Linked DNA regions of Zea mays: all the other regions are linked to region 1. The links are chromatin contacts, called in public Hi-C maps. All regions are on one chromosome and are shown on one strand. Each heading gives the region's core, a stretch centred on a gene start, on an enhancer-like site or on the middle of the called end of the contact. The rest is flanking DNA. Distances are from core to core; before and after follow the strand shown. Region 1 holds the start of LOC100384264 (Myosin heavy chain-related protein). Region 2 holds the start of LOC100194126 (cryptochrome2). Region 3 holds the start of LOC100284946 (catalytic/ protein phosphatase type 2C).

What was found. Hi-C and Micro-C count contacts between places; a contact is called where the count stands out from the background.
Region 2: a Hi-C map of tassel shows a contact between it and region 1, with 3 times the contacts expected there. The contact joins the promoter of LOC100194126 here to the promoter of LOC100384264 in region 1. A contact is called at or near these places in 10 of 25 Hi-C or Micro-C datasets (bundle sheath, ear, endosperm and 4 more).
Region 3: a contact with region 1 is called in a Hi-C map of leaf mesophyll, with 3 times the contacts expected there. The contact joins the promoter of LOC100284946 here to the promoter of LOC100384264 in region 1. A contact is called at or near these places in 2 of 25 Hi-C or Micro-C datasets (ear and leaf mesophyll).

The regions. Positions count from the first base shown.
Region 1 is chr2:45,836,858-45,840,212 of Zm-B73-REFERENCE-NAM-5.0, forward strand. It overlaps LOC100384264 (Myosin heavy chain-related protein), which reads left to right and starts at 1,698. Exons shown (of 2, transcript NM_001176829.1): 1 at 1,698-1,930; 2 at 2,097-3,355. The coding sequence starts at 1,709.
Region 2 is chr2:45,387,182-45,390,536 of Zm-B73-REFERENCE-NAM-5.0, forward strand. It overlaps LOC100194126 (cryptochrome2), which reads right to left and starts at 1,759. Exons shown (of 5, transcript NM_001359400.1): 1 at 1,216-1,759; 2 at 455-673; 3 at 1-317. The coding sequence starts at 1,522. LOC103648599 reads left to right here and starts at 3,207. Exons shown (of 3, transcript XM_035965058.1): 1 at 3,207-3,355. The coding sequence starts at 3,207.
Region 3 is chr2:46,186,193-46,189,547 of Zm-B73-REFERENCE-NAM-5.0, forward strand. LOC100284946 (catalytic/ protein phosphatase type 2C) reads left to right here and starts at 1,768. Exons shown (of 9, transcript NM_001157841.2): 1 at 1,768-2,121; 2 at 2,252-2,423; 3 at 2,660-2,810; 4 at 2,896-2,959. The coding sequence starts at 1,894.

The DNA.
Region 1 (3,355 bases), core at 448-2,947:
TAACCTAAACTATGCCCTTTCATATTTGATCTATTATCATATCCTTGTCCTCTTGTTTTATCTATTCCAAAGCTAAGATTCTTCGGTTTATTTTGCAAAACATCAAATATTTTTTTTGCTATGTTACCAGAAAACTCAAAAAAATTAGGCTCCAAAAATTTGGGAGCCCCGTATCGTCGGTCCACTTTGCGTTGGGCAATTGACAGGACTAATAAAAACGCACTATATAATATTATTTATAGAATAAAGTTTGAATTAGAAGATAAAATAGAGCATAAGTATATAATACTATTTATAGGATGAAGTTTGAATTAAAAGATAAAATAGAGTATAAGATAAGAAATTTATCGGAGATATGCTAAATAGGACGGCCTTCAAGTCCGATAGGCTAAACAGGATGGCCTTCAAGTCCGAGCAGGCCATCCTCCTACAGCCAACCAAGTCGACCACAGTCCACAGGTGCCCATCCTCTAGAAACTCGGTTTAGCCGATTTTTTCGTTAGCTAGGCAACCGATTTAGGCCATATTCGGTTCTACCCAATCCATATTGATTGAGGGGGATTGATGGGGTTTCAATCCCTAGTAAGTCAAAAGCTCCTCCAATTCGTATCAATCCCCTCCAATTTATATGGATTGCAAATAACCGAAAAAACCCTTATATTGTAAATTGGTTTTGATCTATTTTAACGTGGGGACGTCTTAGATTTACATTTTAGTGGTATAAGGTCATCTTCTATATACATGATAGGGTTATAGTCAACTGAGATCTCAACTTCCCATCACCACTATCTAAAATACTATACTCCTCGTCAAGGGTAAGGAGTTCTTGTAACGCTGAAAAAATATTTATGAAACTACCAGCAGAAGCGTCGTCATCTGATTGACTGGTTCAAGAGAAAGGTCCGTGTATACTAACGACGCGCTGAAAAAGAAAAAACTTAGACCTGCCTACCCCATTCAACGATCAACCGCTCTCACGTGGTCATCACGTGGCCGCAGCTTCAACAGAATTTTCCCGCAGCCCGCGCCCCACCAAACGGCGGCACGCAGAAGGGAGGGAGGCCCTCCCGCGCCGGCGCGACAGACGGCCACCCCCAGCTCCAGCTCCAGCTCCAGCCCCCGCCCCCGTGCCCGATCAAAGAATACCGGGCAAAACCACCGCCGTTGACCCCATGTCACACGCCGTGTCCGCTATCCAGTGTCCACGCCTGCCGCCCGCCAGGCTCCAAACGCACCCGCCTTTTGCGGGCCCTCGCCCGCGACGACGCACACAATACATACATGTAAACCGGACTCCGTTTGTTTTTTAATATATATACGTATCTGAGGCGAAATATTTCGTCTTTCCTATAAAAATAAACCGATTGTAAAATCTAAAATCCTTGCATTCCAAAAAGCCCTGCCCACGGCGTGGCTTCACCTTCGCCCTGCGCGGCTGCGCCCCTGCCCTTCCACGACGACGACCACGACCACAGCAGTACAGCACCCCCGAGTCCCCGACCCCGTCCTCGGCGGTGGCCCGCCAGGCCTTCTTCTTTTACGTTCCCCTCTGACACGGGTTTCTTTTCCTGGCCTCGGAGTCCGCGCCGGCCGCCTCGTGCCCGACCCGAGGTGAGAATTCACTCGCCCGCCCACGCACCTTCCTTGGCTATAGATCCTTCTTCCCCGGCTGATCTCTCCGTTGCCACTCCCTGTGACAGTGGCCTCCATGTGCGTTCTTTTATTGTTTGACTATTTAGTCCGGCGATACGGTTTCCTCAACTGGGATCCGCCATCCACCTCGCAGATCGGATCTCCTTCGAGGCCGGGCTCAGGCCTCAGGGGTGCCGCCACCGCCTCGTCCGTCTCCAGGGACCGCGAGCTGTCCCCTCGCCTCCAGCGCAGCCGCTCATCCGCCGGCGGCGGCTCCAAGGCGTCCCTGTCCCCGGAGGTACTGCACACCACCGCCTTTTGTTGCCATCTCCCACGCTACGTTACGCACGAAGCCGAACGCCTTTGGAACGGAGTCAAGACCGATCAGGGGCGCCGGTATATATTAAGGACATTACAGTTTGTTTTTTTCTAACGGCGGCGGCTCTTGGTTTCCTGTTCGGCAGAGGCGGCGCGGCGTGGGCGCGATGCAGCAGCGGGTGGCGCAGCTGGAGGAGGAGCTCCGGAGGGAGCGGGAGGAGAAGGCCCGGACCGTGAGGGACCTCGAGGACCTGAGGCGGGACGGCGGCGCCAAGGGTGTCGCGGACAAGGTGCACCTTCTGGAGCGGGAGGTGAGCAAGTCCAAGCAGTCGGAGCGCAAGATGCTGGAGTCGCTGATATACCAGACCAAGCAGCTGGAGCAGACCAAGATATCGCTCGAGGAGGCCAAGCTGGAGATGGCCACGCTGCAGCAGCAGGCGAGCAAGAGCCTCGCGTCAGCCCGGCGCGGCGGCGTGCTGGAGCAGAGGAGCGTCAGGGACCTCATGTTCGGCGGCGCGGACGAGGAGATCATGGTCCTGCGCGCGGAGCTCCGGGCGGCGGTGCAGGGCGAGGAGAGGAGCCGCAAGGCGCTGGACGACCTCTCCGCCGCGCTCTCGGACGTGACCGCGGAGGCCAGGCAGGTCAAGGCCTGGCTCTCCGAGGCGCAGGCCGAGCTGGAGGCCGCCAACGCCGAGGCCGGGCGGCTGCGCGCGGCGCTGCGCGGCGCGTCCGACGAGCGCGACCGCTACAGGCTCGAGGCCGACGAGTGCGCGGCGGCCTGGGGCGACAAGGAGCGCGTGCTCCTCGACTGCGTGCGCGCGTCCGAGGGCGACGCGAGCCGGGCGCGGCAGGAGAACACCAGGCTGGTGGAGTCGCAGCGCGTCGTCCGCGACGAGAACGCGCGCCTGCGGGACATCCTCAAGCAGGCCGTGGCCGAGGCCAGCGCCGCCAGGGACTCGCTGGAGCTCGCCAGGGCCGAGAACGCGCGCCTCAGCGCCGCCGTCGCCGACAAGGACGGCGCGCTGCAGAGCCTCCGCCAGGAGTACGAGTGCGTCAGGGTCAGCGAGGCCGCGGCGCAGGGTAGCCTCAGGGAGCTCAACAGCCTCCTCGCCGCCACCACAACGACGGCGTGCAACACGCCCGCGTCGTCCGCCAAGACCGCCCCCGCGCCGGGCTACGGCCTCGATCAGCGCCTTCCGAATGGCAGCAGCAAGAAGGGAACGCCGCGGTCGGCGTCGCAGCGGTGGATGCCTGACAAGCCACGGACGCCGAGCAGCCGGCGGACGTACTCGATCGGCGAGCCGGGTAAGCTGACGACTGGCTTCTCGCGGTCCGCGCGGATGGGGAACCTGAACCCCAGGGATCGGGTGTTCGCGTCCCTGAGCAACATCGCCGACCTCAAGTC
Region 2 (3,355 bases), core at 509-3,008, 450 kb before region 1:
GAACAGGGTGCAGCTCTCCTCGGCAGCGTGGTTGCCCTCGTTGCTCCACACGAGCTGCTTCATGCGAACTAGGTGGAAGACCTTGCGCACGCTAAGCTCGCCGAAGTGCAGGTGAGGCGACAGCAGGGACGTGCTCGCGCTATCGGCCTTCTTGCGGTTCACTGAGTAGTCGGCCAGTGGGCCGTTGAGGAAGGCCGTCAGCGCCTTGTCTGCGTTCTGCCACCCTGGCGTCCACGCTCGGGCCAGAAGAGCGTTGCTTCCCCTCTCTGACTCGTCCTCAAAGATCAGATCCTCCGATGGGCACATCGATAAGTCACCTGTTCATAATTCCAGCCAGCCAATCAACTAAAGAGCTAATTCAACATCATCTTGTAGCAGAAGCACAATGTGTCGTCAGTAAGCTATCTGTACAAGTAGAAGCTAGAAAAATTTAAACTCATAGTCCTTCAAGCACCTGAATTGATCCTCTTCGGGGGCAGAAGCGGTGCAGGGGGGTCATACGGCATGCTGAGGCACCTGTTCCAGAACGGGTCGAACATGGTGAATGGCTGCCCTTCATCATCGACAACTTCCCATGGCTCGTACAGCAGATCCGAATTGAAAGATTGCACAACGATGCCCTCAGCCGCCAGCATCTCCTTCAACCGGCGGTCCCTGACCAGTGAGATCGGGTCTGAAAAGATGGTGACACAGTAAGATGAGATGGACTCAAAGGCCTAAAGCATCTTCTCTTAGTACCAGGCCAAGCAATTAGTGGAGTGAAAACTAAAGCACTACAGAACTACTATATGTGGAACTTGGCATACCTCAATGGGATGGACTAGGGAAGCAAAGAACTTTTGTGAGTTAAGGAGACGGCGAAATGCTGGGATTTTACTCAGTTGGCAAGTGGAGGTTTATCAAGACTCAAGGCTTGAGACCAGGGCTCTTGCTCAACTGGGAAGCAGTTGACATGTGGAGTTACGAGTTCTAATATATCAAGCACAACCTCAATAATATAAAGATCTGCTCGACATGGAACAATTCAGATGAATAGTGAAACAAAAAAGAAAGAAACTGCAATTGATTTGTTTTATCTAGTGAAGCCAAGTTCGATAATTGTGTACCAAGGAGGGGAATCCTGGATACAATCGCTGAGTGATAACAATATAAAAAGAAATCAATAACAATATGAGAGGAAGAATATTTCCTACTGGGTGGAAGCATGGAACAAACCGTATAGATGATTGAAGTAGACGTGCGTGGCGCCGGTGTCGCGGACCAGCTGGAGCAGCGCGACGGCGGCGTCGGCCGACCTCCGCGTGACAAGCTTTCCCGCCCCAAGGCGGCGGAGCGAGGCGTCCAGGTGGTTCAGGCTCTGGCTGATCCACCACCGGGATACGCGGCCGGGGTAGTAAGGGCCCTCCTCCTCTGGCGACCAGACGTACGCCGGCACCACCTCCCCACCGGCACGCGCCGCCGCCGCGAGCGCCGGGTTGTCCTCCACCCTGAGGTCCCTCCGGAACCACACCACGATCCTCATCGCCGGGTCCCCGCCGCACAGGGACGTCAGGAAGCCATGGAGCCAGGAATAATGAGTGGTGCGCTGAGACCCACTGCTTTCTTCCTCTTCTCCCCCGAGATTCCCAAGAACAGTGGAGGAGTGGGCGCACGAGTCGTAGAGTAGTAATTTCCCCCCTACTCTTCTCTTCTCTGATGTTTGCAGTTGGTGCTTCTGGTTTCTGCTGGGACAGTTCTCGTCCAGTGGAGAAAGAGGCTGTGGATATCAGGATTGCTTGGCTAGGTTTGATCTAACTTTTCTCCTTGTCCATTTGCCTCCCTGGCCCTCACCGTTTCCCTCTATATAATATTCCCTACTCTGTATTACAATAGCATTATTATTCCGACAGAGAAAATTAAAGGGGGAGAAATCAAAATGGTTTGTTAATAGTGGAATTCTCTACTTATCGGCTTTCCCGTGAAATACTAGGCTTTGCTTTCATTGAGATAAGATAACTTCACTTTAAGAACAAAACAGGGCTACAAAAACCAAAAAAAAAAGCAAGGATTAAATTTCTCAAAGCAAAAGGCATCCCGTAAAGTTTGGAGCGGCACGTTTGATTATTTTTAGCAAAAAAATGCTGTGAGTGCCTTTTTCTGCCCACTGTGATCAAAGTAACACAGCTATCTCTCTCTCTCTCTCTCCTCTCTCTCTCTCTCCTCTCCAAACAAGTATCCTAGCCTTTGCCATTTTCCTTTGGTGCGAATGTTCGACGTCTTCTCTAATAATGCTGGCAAAAAAGAGTCCGTCTTATCTAATGCAAAAAGGCAAGCTTTATCCAGAAAAAAAATGTCTTCTTGGTTGGTTCAAACCCTTTTTATTGTACCGTTGTAGGGACCACACATCGCCTAACAATGGATTAATAATCGAGCTTTCACGTTCTAGTTTATCAATGGAGCAACTCCAACTCTCCAAGAGTCTCTTCACATCAATAATAATCTAAAAGATTCTCTCCATATTAACCTTTTTATTGCCATCCAACTGTTTCTTTTTAGTTAGAATCTCTAATTATTGTCACACTATATTTTGGAGATATATAGAGCCGCGCGTGTTCGTATCTCAGTGAGCAATTCTGCTCCTACGTTACGTTAGATATAAATCAAAGTACATGATTAATGATAAAACGCAACATATATAGTCCTACCGGATAAGCTCTATATGCAAAGCAGTTCCTGGATGGGCGGCGCATGGACGTGAGGCGCGTCGGGGGCCCCCCTTTTCTTTCCTTTCCTTTCCTGACAGCGCTGTGCACTTGTGCATGCTTGACCTGTAGTACTGATCTAAAAAAGGCTTGGGAAACTTGGATGATGGAGCCCGGCTACGCATGGCTGGCCTGGCCTAATGCCTGCCTTTGCATCCAGATCCTCGTGACGACGAATATATATATTCGCTGTGGTCGATCGTCTGTAGATGATGATAAGAGAACCTATCTTAACGCATGATCGTTCATGGGTGGCACGCACGTCCAACGGACGCGACGCTGTCCTGTCACCTCGTCCTCGTCCTCGTCCTAGTGCCCGGAAAAGCACGAGAGCTAGCGCTGCTGCTCCGAAACAGGGAGGGCTCCTCCTCAAACTCGTTTCAGTTGCAGACCGCGAACCCCAACGTTGTGCAGTGTTCCGTGTGCGTCGGAGGAGCGGCCGGGGATTAGAGATGGAATGGGTCGATGGGGGCCCGGCCGCGGATGATGCCCATTCCATTCCATTCCATTCCATTCGGGCGGTCGCTGTTGCCGCCCTTGCGCCTTTTGCGTGGGTGGGCGCATAAAGTCGCTCGCGACGACGGCGGCGATGCCATCGCCATCTGCCGCGCGCG
Region 3 (3,355 bases), core at 518-3,017, 350 kb after region 1:
GTCGATCCCGCCAAACTGACGCGAGGCAGGAAAACGAGGAGTCGGTCGGTTCTCGGTTGCATCCACGCAAACTGGCAAACAAAGCCGAACGAAAAAGCTAGCTCCTCTTGACTGCCCTTTGCTTTCAGTCTTGGAATCTTCAGCAAATACCCTATCCCCCGTTGACGCTGGCTTTCATCTCAACAGTTAATAGAAGTTTTCTCCTCTATATGTCACATGGAATCCCTAACTGTAGAATCGAACGACACAATAATAGATAATCAAAGTGTTGAATCGTTGCGGAAGCTCAGAAATAATTACAACACATCTCCTCCTAACTACAAAATCAAATCAATTCATTTTTTTTTCACAAAACTAGAGATGACTATGTTTTACTACTAAGGCAAGATTGTTGATCAGATATACTATCATACTAAACTAGATACTAAAACAACTCAGCTAACGCAACTGGAATAATCGAACTTTCGGATCTTGATATATTAACGAGAAACAAGACATCTGTGACCGAATATAACGATAATCAATCAACTTTATTTTTGTTAGTAGAAACGAGATTGTTCAAAATCTGTAACTTCGTTCGACCTGGAATTTTATCGGACTAAACAAAGTAAAAATACGCAACTAACCCGGCTAGAATCATGCTAGTCAGACTTACAAATTTTGACATATTAATGGAATAAGACATGTGACAGAGTTTAACGAGAATTGATCAACTTTGTTTTGATAGTAAAAGTGAGTTTGTTCAGAATCTGTAGCTTTGATTAACCTAAAATTTTATCATACTGGACTAGATAAAATTATGTAACTAATATACTTGTAATCATGTGGATCCGACTTCTGTATACTTGTAAGCAACTGACTGTTAAGCAACGGAACGACGAGTCTCAGTATACTGCCAGGCGGCAGGCGAGTAGGCGACCATCCCTGGCTCAGCTGAACACAAAATCTATGTGTTTATATGTAGATGACAATAGAGGTTAGAAAAGTATAAGAACAAACTATCATGAATTATCTTTCTAAATAAACGACAATAAAAACCATTTGCACTTATCCTTATCTTATATCACCTATAATTAATTTGGTGCATATTTTTATGTTAAAAATGCACAGTTTAAAAATTCTGGGCTCCACCGCGGGTTTTGCGGATGCCATGTTAGTTATCCCCATTATCCGTGCATCGGCCAGTGGAGAAGGACCACACCAACCCTATCGCTGGACTTCGGGGAAAAAATGGTTCCGGGAATCTAAATGCACATCCGATCGACCGATCCTGCCTCGTTCGTAGGACAGTAATGCTTTCACAGCCACATGCTGCAGAAAATTCTTGCTGATGTACAGCTACAGGACACTGCCGAAGACCTGGACGACCGGTGCTTCCACTGCCCCCGGCCAGGTGCCACCACGCGAACACCCGATCAACTCGCTCTTCCCCCACCTGACCCAGACCCACGCCCACCCGCTTGCCGCGTCCCGGAGTTAAAAACGCACGCGGCCGCGCGCTCCCTCCTGCCGCTTTTCGGGATTTCATTTCGTAGGGCGAGGGGCCGGCGCGCGTGGGAGCGGGCTGGATTTGCGCGTCCTGTACCGAGCGCCCCATGTGACAGGTCGCTCGCTTGCCCCCGCTCCGCCGCTCCCTCCCTCGTCCCGCAAAGCAACCGCAACGCGCCGAGCGGGCAGCGGGGTCCCCGGCCAGCCGAGCAATCCCCCCTCCCCACCACCCCAAAAGGCGAGGCAGCGAGCGGGCGGAAAAGGCTAGTGCGCGCCTCGTGCTCGTGCTCCCCCGAGCAGACTAGACCAGCGCGCTAGCGCCAGCAAGGCCAAGGCGAGGGAGGGGCGATGCTCGCCCGATCTGCTACAGCCGCCGCCGCCGCCGGGATCTGGCTGTGATTAAGGATGTCGGCGTCGCGGAGCGGGAGGATCAGGCGGGCCGGGAGCGTGGCGCTCGGGGACTTTCTGCGGCGGGAGGCGTCGGCGGAGCGGGCCGCGTTGGGAGGCGGCGAGCGGCCCTCGGTCGCGGCGGGGCAGGCCTGCCGGGCGAAGAAGGGCGAGGACTTCGCGCTGCTCAAGCCCGCCTGCGAGCGACGCCCCGGCGCGCCGTCCACCTCCTTCTCCGCCTTCGCCGTAAGCGCTGCCCACCTCCCTGGACCCGGACCCGTCTTACCTTACGCGTCCCAATGCTAGTCTGCTACTATGCTCCGGGTTCGTGCTGACAGGGCGCCTCGCCGGTGCTTGGTCTCGTTCGCTCTTGCAGCTGTTCGACGGGCATAACGGGAGCGCCGCAGCGGTGTACGCCGAGGAGCACCTCCTCGCCAACGTGCTCGGCTGCGTCCCGGCCGATCTGAGCAGGGACGACTGGCTCGCCGCGCTCCCAAGGGCGCTCGTCGCCGGGTTCGTCAAGACCGACAAGGATTTTCAAACTAAAGGTAACTGAAATTCCTTCGATTCATGGAACTAAATTGATTGCTACCCTCACTTGTCACTACCAACTACTAGCAAGTACCGCGCATGTACTACTAGTTGAGTAGAGTACCGGCACATCTATTGCCATCCTGGCATCTCTATGGCCAGGCGTTAGGTGGGGATTGTTTCAAATTGACCGTGTAAATGGTTTGATGGTGCTGATCCTTGTTGGCCTGTCCCGTGTACATTTTTTTTTCAGCTCATTCCTCGGGGACAACCGTGACACTTGCCATAATTGATGGCTCCGTTGTAACTGTTGCGTCCGTTGGTGACTCACGTTGTGTCCTTGATGCTGCGGGATCCATCTACTATTTGTCGGCTGACCACCGCTTTGACGCTAATGAAGAGGAGTAAGACTTCTTTCTTACCGTGCACTGTTGTTCTACAGCTGGTTACACGTTGGGCTTTTCTGACTTGTTAGTTTTTGATTTGTAGGGTTGGACGTGTAACCGAATGCGGAGGTGAAGTTGGAAGGCTAAATGTTGTCGGTGGTGCTGAGGTTGCTCTTTGCCTTTTCACTCACTCCAAAGTTTTCCATCTAGTTTATGCAGTTGGTAGCCAAAAAAAGGTTTCTTTATTGGAAAACAGCTAACGTGCTTTTATTTTTTTCTGTTTTTGGTGAAATATTTAATACTTTTTTTTGTTGAAGTTTCTGAGGCAGAGAACTGCTTTTTTAAAGGTGTTTTCTTTGTTCTGAAAAAAACTTCGGCAGATTGCTGCCTGTCTGTGACTGGTTTGGTTTATAGCAAGCTATTAGATGTATGACATTTTCATTGGTTAAGGGCTAGTTTGGGAACCCCATTTCCTCAAAGGATTTCTATTTTTAAGGAAAATTAGTTCATTTTCCCTTGAAAAATAGGAATCCTTGAGAAAATGGTGTTGCCAAACTAGCCTT